2 separate regions of the Mus musculus genome follow, and region 1 is linked to region 2. A link is a contact called in public Hi-C data. All regions are on one chromosome and are shown on one strand. Each heading gives the region's core, a stretch centred on a gene start, on an enhancer-like site or on the middle of the called end of the contact. The rest is flanking DNA. Distances are from core to core; before and after follow the strand shown.

What was found. A called contact is a pair of places that touch in the nucleus more often than the background predicts.
Region 1: a Hi-C map of CD8 T cells shows a contact between it and region 2, with 1.9 times the contacts expected there. The contact joins two enhancer-like sites. A contact is called at or near these places in 7 of 39 promoter capture datasets (the C10 cell line, embryonic stem cells, hippocampal neurons and 2 more), 7 of 15 datasets of contacts at CTCF or cohesin (CD8 T cells, the NIH/3T3 cell line, embryonic stem cells and 3 more), 127 of 484 Hi-C or Micro-C datasets (the 63-12 cell line, the AML12 cell line, B cells and 61 more), 17 of 115 datasets of contacts at active chromatin or transcription factors (acute myeloid leukemia, bone marrow-derived dendritic cells, embryonic stem cells and 6 more) and 4 of 9 other capture datasets (adipose tissue, embryonic stem cells, liver and 1 more).

The regions. Positions count from the first base shown.
Region 1 is chr2:167,995,609-168,001,140 of GRCm38.p6, reverse strand. Ripor3 (RIPOR family member 3) reads left to right here. Exons shown (of 22, transcript NM_001080708.3): 3 at 694-840; 4 at 3,819-3,897. Among named protein-coding and RNA genes, the nearest start is that of Ripor3, 12 kb to the left of the region's middle. Within about 2 kb of position 3,405, at least 44 of the 459 cell types and tissues checked have an H3K27ac peak or open chromatin away from gene starts, as enhancers often do. A contact at or near this core is called in CD8 T cells and regulatory T cells, where this site is marked.
Region 2 is chr2:167,890,688-167,896,583 of GRCm38.p6, reverse strand. No RefSeq gene overlaps it. Among named protein-coding and RNA genes, the nearest start is that of Gm33033, 16 kb to the right of the region's middle. Within about 2 kb of position 1,398, at least 48 of the 459 cell types and tissues checked have an H3K27ac peak or open chromatin away from gene starts, as enhancers often do. A contact at or near this core is called in CD8 T cells and regulatory T cells, where this site is marked.

The sequences.
Region 1 (5,532 bases), core at 2,156-4,655, 100 kb before region 2:
GAGGGAAGGGCTCAGGAGAAGCCGGAGCTGAGCAGGTGCCTGTGTCCTGCTTAACTGCAGCTTTTCCCATCTGCCCTTAAGTTCCCTGAAATAACAACTCTGAGATTTAATATTTCATATATAAATGTCTAGGCTAGTACCTTAGCTTTGTTCCCCAACTACTCATATCTCAGTAATTCAATTTATTCTATTCTGAGTGCCACATGGCTGGTTACCATCTCAGTTTCATGCATCTGGTCTGTCTCCAGGTGAATCTCCTATGCCTGACTCTTTCCCAGAATGAACACCCCCCCCCCACTACCCATCTCACTTGGAACTTTCTCCTCCTATTTCCTGCCTGATCTCATTGGCCAAAGGCTTTTTTTGTCGACAGGTAAATGCGTTTACACAGTGTGCAGAGATTCTCTCTCCATCCTGTAGGAACCTCGGGGCTAGGATTCAGCCCCATGGATGCTGCTTTGCCTGCACAGAGCATGCTTGCCACTCATGGGATCTGTCTGCTTCTCTGCATCCTCACTGATTTCTGATGCTAAGCTTTTGTTATTGTCCTCTTCATTGTCAAACCCAGGCCTCCCATTTTCCAGATGAGGAAACTGAGGCCCCAAGAACCCCAGCTTTCTGAAGACCACTCATCGTGGAGGTGATGGAAGTGGAGCCCAGCCAGCTGTCCTGACTCTCTGTCCCCTCCCACAGAAAGTCCATCAACAGGAACTCTGTGCGGTCCCGGCTGCCAGCCAAGTCCTCCAAGGCCTACAGAACACTGCGCAAGGGTTCGCTATGCCTGGATCCCCGGCCGCAACAAGTGAAGAAAATCTTTGACGCTTTGAAGAGAGGCCTCAGGTGAGTGGGGAGCAGCTCCTCCCCCCGTGCCCTTGCCACCTCTCCCTGGGGATGGTGGGTCTGTCTGAGAGACACAGGGCATATGGCTGCTGCCACTTCAGCTATAGCAGGGAGGCAGGTAGACAGTCTCTGGTCTCATGGTAGATGGATTGTCACACCGGGTCTGGGACTGCCGAGGATGTGAAAGACGGCTGTCAGCACCATGCTGGCCTCTGGAGCCTGACATCCCATGTATAGAGGCGGCACGTGCAGAGACTCTGGGTGGGAGCCTGTGCTCTGATCTCAGATCTCAGCTCACACAGCATTGGGGTGGGGTTGGGGTGAGGCAGTCAGGGGAACTTGGACCAGAGACTGACAATTGGCTGGGCAGAAGTGAGAACAAATGGCAAATTATTGGAGCCTAAGGAGTACACAAGCCCTTCTGTGTGGCACTGTCTCCAGTGGGAGACAGACAGACAGAGGTACTGAGAAGTATGTCAGGCGGTATAAGTGCTGTGGAGGAATCAGATGAGGCAGGGAGGAGTCTAACATGTTTTAAAGGGACGTCCCTGGGCAGGTGTGCCATGGCACAGCCACAGAGAGGCCAGAAGCTCAGAGAGCAGGGACCCTAGTGCAAGGGAAGCAGGCAAAGGGGACAATGGGACAGGGCTATGGGAGCTGTGGCAGGCCTTTGCTGTTCATCACAGAGCCATGGAAGATTCTGAGGTGAGGAAGGAGGCAATCAGGCCTTCAGGCCTGGGCTTTGAGATCCTCTGACAGCTGCAGACTGGCGGTGGATGTGCTGCACATGGTGGGGGTGAGGAGGAGCCAGGAGTGGATTGGGGAGGAACAGGCATGGAGAGGAGAGAGAGAGGAGAGAGGTGGCCGTGGAAACAGCGGCTGAAGAGATTTGATTCTAGTCTGCATAGGGATAGATGTTGCTGGGCTCCAGCCTGGTGAACTCTGTGCAGCCTGGAGGGGGCACTGGTGTCCCAGCTGGGAAAGCAGGAGAATCCCCCACAGGACAAGTTTGAACTGAAATGAACAGGCTCATCAGGGTCCCTCCTCTGCTGGGGCAGCCAATGGCTGGCTTGCTTCCTTCCTTTCTCTCTCTCTCTCTCTCTCTCTCTCTCTCTCTTTCTTTCTTTCTTTTAAAGATTTGTTTATTCCCAGAGTGGTGGAGCACGCCTTTAATCCCAGCACTTGGGAGGCAGAGGCAGGAGGATTTCTGAGTTCGAGGACAGCCTGGTCTACAGAGTGAGTTCCAAGACAGCCAGGGCTACACAGAGAAACCCTGTCTCAAAAAACAAAATAATCAAAAATAAATAAAAAAAGATTTATTTATTATTATATCTAAGTACACTGTAGCTGTCTTCAGATGCACCAGAAGAGGGCGTCAGATCTCATTACGGATGGTTGTGAGCCACCTTGTGGTTGCTGGGATTTGAACTCAGGACCTTCGGAAGAGCAGTCAGTGCTCTTAACCACTGAGCCATCTCTTCAGCCCTAAAGGGTTTCTCCTTCCTTCCTTCCTTCCTTCCTTCCTTCCTTCCTTCCTTCCTTCCTTCCTTCCTTCCTTCCTTCCTTCCTTCCTTCCTCCCTCCCTCCCTCCCTCCCTCCCTTCCTTCCTTCCTTCCTTCCTTCCTTTCTCTTTCTTTCTTTCTTCCTTCCTTTCTTCCTTCCTCCCTCCCTCCCTCTCTCTCTCTCTCTCTCTTTCTTTCTTTCTTTCTTTCTTTTTCTTTTTCTTTTTTTCTTTTTTCTTTTCCTTCAAGACAGGGTTTCTCTGTGTAGCCCCAGCTGTCTGTAGACCAGGCTGGCCTTGAACTCAGAAATCTGCCTGCCTCTGCCTCTGCCTCTGCCTCTGCCTCTGCCTCTGCCTCTGCCTCTGCCTCTGCCTCTGCCTCCCAAGTGCTGGGATTAAAGGCATGCACCACCACTGCCCAGCAGCCAAAGGCATTCTTATCTTGATTAGATAAACCCAGAGAGGGAGGAGAGAGAGAGAGACAATGACAGAGACAGAGATAGAGACAGAGACAGAGAGAGACTGAGAGAGAACTGTGGATTGGGGCAGAAACCATCATAGCAGGAAGGACACACCTTAGCCCTACAAGAGAATGGCCTCTGGAGGCATCTCCCACATACAGTGGCACCTAAGTTCCGTAATGTCAGCGCAGAGCAGAGACCACCCTGACCCAAGGAGAGGGAGGATAGAAGGTGCCCTGAGAGGAGCAGGTTTTCAAGATTCTCAGTCTAACTGAGACAATGCTCAGTGTCGGAGAGGCTAAGGTTCTGTCAGACAGTGCTGGGGCTGGGTATCCTCCTGAAACAGGTGTGAGTCTTGAGGTCTCATGGAGGGAAGGAACCCTGGGAAGGGGAGCCCTGGCCAGGCAGATCTGGGTTCCTGCTTCCTTGTTGTCCACCCAGGACACTAGAAGCCCTCTGCAGCACTCTGGGATCTGGGTTGGAGGGCCCCCTCTTATCAGGATCAGGGAGGAGGGGCAGAGCTGGCCAGTGTGGTTAGACAGCCAGCTGCCCTGACATCGTCAGAGTGAACCCAGTCCTGGGTTGTCACTGGAAGGGACTTTCCCTTCCCAGGTGCCACTCTCACCTCAGCTGCAGTCTTCATTACTTCCGCTACTCAACATTTCACTGGGTCCTCCCTTCCTATGGGTCCTTTCTCCCCCTGGCTCCATGGTCTCATCTTCCTTCTTCCCTGATAGCCTTCTGCCTGTTCTCACAGCCTCTGGTCCCCGCCTCCCTCCCTCTTCTATCCACCATGCCTTCCTCAGCCTCTCCCCCCCCCCACTTCCCCTGCCTATATATATATATACATATATATATATAGCCATCTTCACAACGTACTAGTAACAGCTAGACTGAATTGTGGGCTTCTGGGGTAACAGAGGAATCCCCATAAGGGGAGCTGGCCAACCCGTATGCTGGGAAGACTAGCCCACTCCCCCACTCTGCTCAAATCCACCCCTCTCCCTCCCCTGCAGGGAACATCTGTGTGAGCAGCAGGCTGAACTGGACTACCTGTGTGGACGCCACACGGACACCCAGAGGGGCTCCAGGCTGGTGAGTGGCCGGGATGAAGATGGCTTTTAGCTTACAGCAGCCAAAAGACAGTCAGTGGTCTCCACCCAGAGGCCTGTGGTATTTGTGGTGAGCTTTCCTCGCCATGGTTCTGGGAGGAGCTGTCAGACAGGCAACTGCAGAGGTCTCGATGGTCCCGATCTCCAGATTTGCCCTTCAGACAAATCTGTTATTCAGGCAAGTTGGCCATTTCTCTGCTACAGGCCCTGCCCCTGCCCCAGACTGAGCCTGAATGTTGTGGTGTCCAAGGTGACAGTTTTCTGTGGACATCGAGGTGCCGTCTGAGCCCAGACTCAGTCTTGGCAGATTCAGGGCTCAGTGTATCAACAACACCATGACAGGATGCCCGGTTAAACTTGATCTTCAGAGAAGCAACAACTTTTTTTCTCTCTCTCTCTCTAAGCCTGTGACCCTGTAAGAAGCTGAGGTCATCAGTAGGTGCCCTGTGCTTCACCTGCTTAGGGACAGCCACTCCCACAAGGGACCCCTTGTCTCGGTCTCTAGTCACCCTGATCCTTCTCATTCTTTAACTCTGTGTCCCCGGTCAGTCCAGCCCCCTGCCCCTACTAAGCCAATCAGAAGAGCCAAATTAAAAGTGGAAAGCAGAAGGGGGAGACTTAGCCAATGTGTTAACAGGACTAAGGGAACCCAGGTCACACCCCAAAAGTCCGGATGGTCCTGAAGTGAGATCAGAGTTTAAATCGAGGTCGAAGCAGTCCCGGCTGGAGGACTTCTACAAATGAGATTACGCCACCAGCTGCTGCCTGGTGAAAGTGGCACCCAGCCTGCGTGGGTCCCACACCAGGAGCAAAGCTGGTGTCTTGTCACATGCTCTGGACTTCTTCTTCCCAGCTGTGTGTCCCTGTGTCCCTCCTCAGGATGTCCAGCCTTCAGGATTGGCTGGATTCAAACTCAGAAAGGGGGAGAAACAGTAGATCGTATGTATATCAAAGCAGCTCCCAGCCCTTTCTGGGTCCCTGCTCCCACTGACTCCGAAGACTAGGGTGTTGGGCGGGATGGAAGGCTCAGTCTCGTGTGGGTGTCAGCCACAAGGGAGGGCAGAACTCGTCAAACACGGAGCCTCCCTCAGTAGGCGACTGGGTGAGGGCAAGAACAGAGAGAGGGGAGAGGCACTACCGAGCCCTCACCCACTCCCAGTACCACCTAACCGCAAGGGGGAGCGGTGGCTCCCACAGCATGCCCTACTCTTCGGTCTAGAAGTCTCTCTCAGGTAGACAATGTATAAAGAGGCCCGTCTCAGAAGTCTCCACTGCCTGATGCTATACCACACCAGTGTCGGGGGAGGATGGGGGCCCCACATCTAGGACAGAGTGCCTGAACCCCACAGGGAGAGTTTTGTGGGTTTCCAAGAAGCCTGCATTAGAACACCTCTTCAAAAATCTCAGGTCCTTCCCAGCTCCTCATTTTTTGATGTTACATTTATTTGTTTGTTTATTTGTGTGAGGGAGAGGAGCAAGCAGGCATGCACCTGCCACAGTACTCCTGTGGAGGTCAGCAGTCAACTGTGGGTCCCAGACACTGAGCTCCGATCATCAGGCTAGGCAGCAGTCACCTTTACCCATGGAGCCATCCCGCGGGCCCAAGGCTTCATTTATT
Region 2 (5,896 bases), core at 149-2,648:
CACAGCAACGGGGAGTAACGATCGTCACACTTAAAACGCTGGTCCCGTTTCTCCACCCATTGCCGTCTTTCCTACGTATGCTGCCATGTCTAGGGCACGTTCTTCTTTTAAAAGCACATATTTTTCCCTTACTTAAATATTTATTTTTGAGACAGGCTCTCAGGTCGGCACTGAATGCTCCAAAAAGTATAATGTGGTGTTGAACTCCTAGTCTCCTGACTACATTGCTCGTGTGTGTGTGTCCACCCCAGCTAACCTAGGGGTTTGTGCATGCTAGCCTGAACAAACCCTCTACCAACCAAGTTATCTCCCTAGCCCCAAGTGAGTTTGGTTTCTAGATTGTGTGTGTGTGTGTGTTGTTGTTGTTGTTGTTGTTGTTGTTGCTCTTGGAGATCAGAGGAGGAAATCCGATGCCCTGGAACTGGAGTTACATATGGTTACATGCTGCCAAGTGGGTCCTGGGAACTGGACTCCAGTCCTTTGGCAGAACCAAAAGTAGTCTTAGATACAGAGTGGTCTCTTCAGCCCAAGAATTTAGCTTTTAAAGGAAATCGCCTCACTCCATTGTGCACAACATCCCAGCTGGGGCTTTGCTGCCACTAAGAGACCCCAGATTCTCAGCAGCTTGTTAGGGGTGCTGGTAGCTGTCCTAGAACTCCTTCCTGGCCCTTCAGCCTCAGCCTCTGAAATGTTGGGGTCACAGAAGAGCACCCACACCCACTGTATGACTGGCTGGTCCTGGGATGGGCCACGTCTGTTTGTGTGTCATCCACCCCTGTTCAGCCGCAGACTCAGGAGCACAACTCCATCAAGCCATTGCTGCTACAGAGAGAAAAGAGTCAGACCCAAGGATGGCTTCCGAAGATCCTGTTCAGAAGTTCAGCTCACCTAGTAAAAATCTCCTGTGCCACGCCATCTACTACATGGTCTGCGATGGGAGCCGGGCTCTTGGCCTGTTGTAGTGTTATGTCTTCATTGGATCAGCCTTGTTCACTTGCAGGGATCTATCCTTATCAGGCCCGGGAACCTCAGACATTCCCTAGGAGAAGTGGGCGGGGGAGCTTCTCAGCCCCTCTTCCCATGCGAGTGTGTGTGAGAGTGAGTGAGTGAGTGAGTGAGTGAGTGAGAGTGAGTGAGTGAGTGAGTGAGTGAGTGAGTGAGTGAGTGAGTGAGTGAGTGAGTGAGTGTGCTGTGGTGTGCGCCCTGAGCTGGGCCCACCCGAAGTTCCCGCGTGAACGAACATCGATCGGGTGGGCATTTGCGGAACGATACTGCGGTCCATGAGCAGTTCCAGGCGCGCCCGCCAGGTGTCGCCCCTTCCCAGCGGTCGGAAGGCGCTGCTGAGCGGGCGGGTACCAGGGAGCCGGTGACGCACTGTTTGAACCAAGCTCATCCAGTCGGTCGGTCTCCCAGGTTAGGTTGCTTCTGAAGCCTTGATGCTCACGAGCCGCCCAGCATTTCTACGCGCCTCGTGTTGTATAGATGGGAAGTGAGGTTGAGGGAGTTGTAGAGCCTCAGGGGTCCCAGCTAGTAAATGGGAGACAGAATTCCACCTCGGACTGAGTCAGACACACGAAGAGTTCTGACACCCAGCAGGAGGCAGTAGGATCCATGTTATTTTAATAGGTACTCCGTCTCAGACAGACACTAGGCAAAAACAAACAAACAAACACCTGGGAGACTTCAAAAGTTTGTTGTTGTTTTTTTTTAGTCACTTAACTCTACTTTGAAAATCATTATTATTTTGATTTAGAAATCTCTAGGAGGTTGAGGCATGAGAATCAAGAGTTGAAGGTCAGCTTGATCTTCATAGAAGACATCCTTGGCTCCAAGGAGGAGGAAGAGGAGAAGGAGGAGGAGGGGGAGGGGGGAGGGGGAGGGGGGAGGAGAGGAGAAGGAGGAAGAGGAGGAAAACTACCCACTCTCAGGTCTTGAGGCAGTGCCTTCCTGACAATGATGTTATTCTTATTTCTCTTTGAAATCTTCATGGGCTGGCAAGATAGCTCAGTAGGTAAAGGTGCTTGCTGCCAACCTGGACAAACTTGATCCCAGGGATACACATGGTAGAAAGAGACTGCTTCTGCAAGCTGACCTTCACAAACATGCTGTGGTGTGAGTGTGCATACATACATACACACAAATAAATAAATAAATAAAAGAATGTCATTTCTTTAAAATTGTTTTTTTCTTCTTCTTCTGGTTTTTCCAGACAAGGTTTCTCTGTGCAACAGCCCTGGCTGTGCTGGAACCTGCCGATTTGTAGACCAGACTGACCTCGAACTCACAGAGATCCTCTTGCCTCTGCCTCCTGAGTGCTGGGATTAAAGGCATGCACCACCATGCCTGGCGTAATCTTTTAATCTTAAAATAAATCAGCTAAGAAATGAACACATATGGGAAAATGTTGTAATAGGAAACTGAGACCAGGGTGGGGGGGTGTTGACTTTGTAGTGCATGGCTCCTACGTGTAGAGTCACAACTCTACCCTAGACTGAGTTAGAGGGCTAGGACTCGGCTGCCTAAAGAGAGTGGGTTGTTCTCTGCGTCTGCTGACTGCCAGACCCGGTACCTCTCCTCCACCTCCCCTCCTGCAAACCCTCGTGGTCACTGTGTCTCAGGGATTGTTGCTGAGAGAGCCAGGAGGTAGGTGCTAGGCACGTGAGCAGATTCCTGTCCTCCCTGTTGCTCCACACCCTGTTCTGAGCAAGTTTGTTTTCTTTTTCCCCCTCTTAACAATGCACCTTGGTGATCCCTCCAGACCAACACCAGGAAAACGTGCTTCACACATTCCACAGTGCGAACATAAACTTGAACCTCGATGGGTGCCTGGCCATAGCTGTTTCTAAGCTTTGTAGCTAATAAACACCACACAATTATCGCCTGTGCGCTCAAGCCACTGCTCTGTTCCCTCTGATGCACTCCTAGAGACTCTGCTGTCCGTCACAGGACACAGGCTTTTGAAACTTCCACAATGATTGTCTAAATGTTTAAGGTTGAACCTACTCAGAGACATTCAGCCCAGATGCCAGGGAGGCCCTGGTTTTTCCTGCCTGGAGCCCGGGCCCACTACAGTCAGGCTCTATCTCCACCTGGCCAGTAGAGGACATAACTGTCCACAAGGTCTAGCCTGGAGCACTCATCATTTTATGTTAGGGCTTGAGTTTTAAAGTGCGTGTCCAGGATCAGTGAGGCGGCTCAACGGGTGAAGCAGCTTGCCACCAAGCCTGATGACTTGAGTTCGATTCCCTGGACCTGTATGGTGGAAGGAGAGAACAGACTCATTTGACAACACACACACACACACACACACACACACACACACACACCATGGCCTGCACATGCCCCTTCCCGGCCAAATAAATTTGAAAACATACTCTCTAAGAGATGCATGTGTGGGCCATTTGCCTTGCTTTTCTGTAGAGAGGCGAGTGTTTTGTTTATTCGTTTGTTTTCCCTATTTCTCTACTTCTAGCGAACAGTTGTATTTCTGACGGCTTGGCAGGATTGCTTCTTAAATGTTTATTTTAAGACAGGAGCTTGCTCTGTAGCCCAAGGGCTGACATGACAGGTGTGTGTTTACTCGGGGCTGGGGGGGTCTTTACTAGGGCTGAGGGAGTGCAGAGTTTGGCATCACATATGTTAGCAATGTACATGTTTTAAGCATATGTATGAAACAAAGACAGAACCCTCACGGGCCATGGCGGTTCACCCTCTCTTCTCTAAGTGTGCCTTTGCACTAAACTTATTTATTGTCTGTTTAAGGATTTTTAGTGGTGTAACAGGAAAGTCAGAAGTCCAAGGTCATCCTTGAGGACATAGCAAGATGGACCACGACAAGTCGCCCTGACGAACACAGCATCTGATCCACACCACCCTCCACGGGGTCTGACGAACACAGCATCTGATCCACACCACCCTGCACGCCGTCTGACGAACACAGCATCTGATCCACACCACCCTCCACGGGGTCTTTTTGTTTGTTTGTTTGGGTTTTTTTGTTTTTGTTTCGAGACAGGGTTTCTCGGTATAGCCCTGGCTGTCCTGGAACTCACTCTGTAAACCAGGCTGGCCTCGAACTCAGAAATCCGCCTGCCTCTGCCTCCCGAGTACTGGAATTAAAGGCGTGCGCCACCACGCCCGGCCCTCCATGCGATCTTAAGAAGATCCTGCCAACAAGACCAACCACCCGCTCCAGCTCCATTTTACAGATGGGCAAACCGAAGCTCAGAGGAGAAAGGTTTCACCTAAGGTCTCATGGCTGCTGAGTGACAGAGGGCTCAACTCCATATCCATATTTCTTTGCTACTTCTGCCATTACCCACTGTGACCCTTCTGCCTGAGGAACAGCCTTGGTGAACCGAGAGGGGTCCCACTCTGTACCCTCCGCCGGAAATATCTGTAGTTCAAGGTCCTGGCCACTGAGAGGCGCTGGAGACACGTTCCTTGCCTGGTGAGTAGGGCCAGGAACAGACTCCCTCCAGGCAGAGTCTCTGCTAGCTGGGGTGGCTCGGGGCAGAGCGACTATCTCCTGTCACACATGGGCAGCTCCTTCGGCCTTCACTTCCCTACAGGGACTTCAGGGTTGCAGAGCTGTGTGGCCCAGCTCAGCTGGGGACATGCTTTCCTGAGGCCGTCATCTTTCTCTGGGGATGGGGCTGTCCTGCACCCAGCAGGGAGTTTAACAGTGGTAGCTCTTCCCACTGAAATAGAGTCCAAGCCGTCTCTAGACTTTCCCGTGTGCCCCGTGGGAGGGCAGCGCATGCCCCCGCAGATGAGAATTTCTTTTGCACAGGTCACGTAGGGGACAGAATTCAACTCTGGCTCTGCTTCACACACAAGGACAGACCAGTGGCCTGCGAGGCAAGGATGGGCGCCAGACACCATGGTGATAACAGAGGGTGGAAGCTCAGAGAGGTTCGGAACCTGCCCACCCAGCTTCAGTGTCTGCGCCCCTGACCACTATGCCCCGTGGCCAGCAGAGAAACACGCAGCATTCATTCATGCCTCTCACTTTAATCACCTCCTCCACTCATACAAAACACACCCTTATTGTTAGTCTTCTTTTCTTTTTACATCTGTTTATTGTGTATGTAGAGGTCAGAGGACAGTTGTATGGAACCGGTTCTCTCTTTTCCCATATGGGCTCTGGGGATAGAACTCACGCAGTCAGATTTGGCAGCAAGCCCCTTAACCACTGAGCTCTCTTGCAGGCCCCTGCTGTCATTTCCTCGTGTTGTCGTTTTGGTGTTTTGAGTCAGGATCTCACTGTGTAGCAGAGGCTGTCCTCAAAGTCTTCCAGCTTCCTGCATGTTGGAATTCCAGGTGTGAGCCCCACGCCTGACTCAGTTTCCCACTTTTGATGAAAGCCAGGTTTAGAAGCAGAGTTTCATTTCCCCTATGGTTTTGTTATGAGGAGAACACTGGTGCCTGGGAGATGGGGAGTGGGGGTCCCCTGGGGCCAAGATCATTGTTTCTGATTCAGTTTTGCAAGAAAATCTATAAACACTTTCATGTGAGTTTCCTAATGTTTAATGGGAGTTCATTAAGAAATTAAAACTCCGGGAAGACAGCTCACAACTGGAGCCTGCTGCTGCTGAGAGCTGCCGGACCACAGACTTCCCCAGGACACAGGGACAGTCGCCAGGGACAGACGTGTTCTCCTCTGCCACTCAGCAATGGTTTCTTCTACTTGTCATGGGTGTCCCACCCTTCTATTGTCTACTAATCTGTCATTCACCTGTCCTTCCACCTACTCACCCACCTACCCACCATCTACCTCCCCACCCCCACCCACCCAACACCCCCCACCCATCATCCACCCCCACCCATCATCCACACATCTACCCACCCACTCATCCATCACCCACTATCCACTCACCCTTCCACCACCCACACA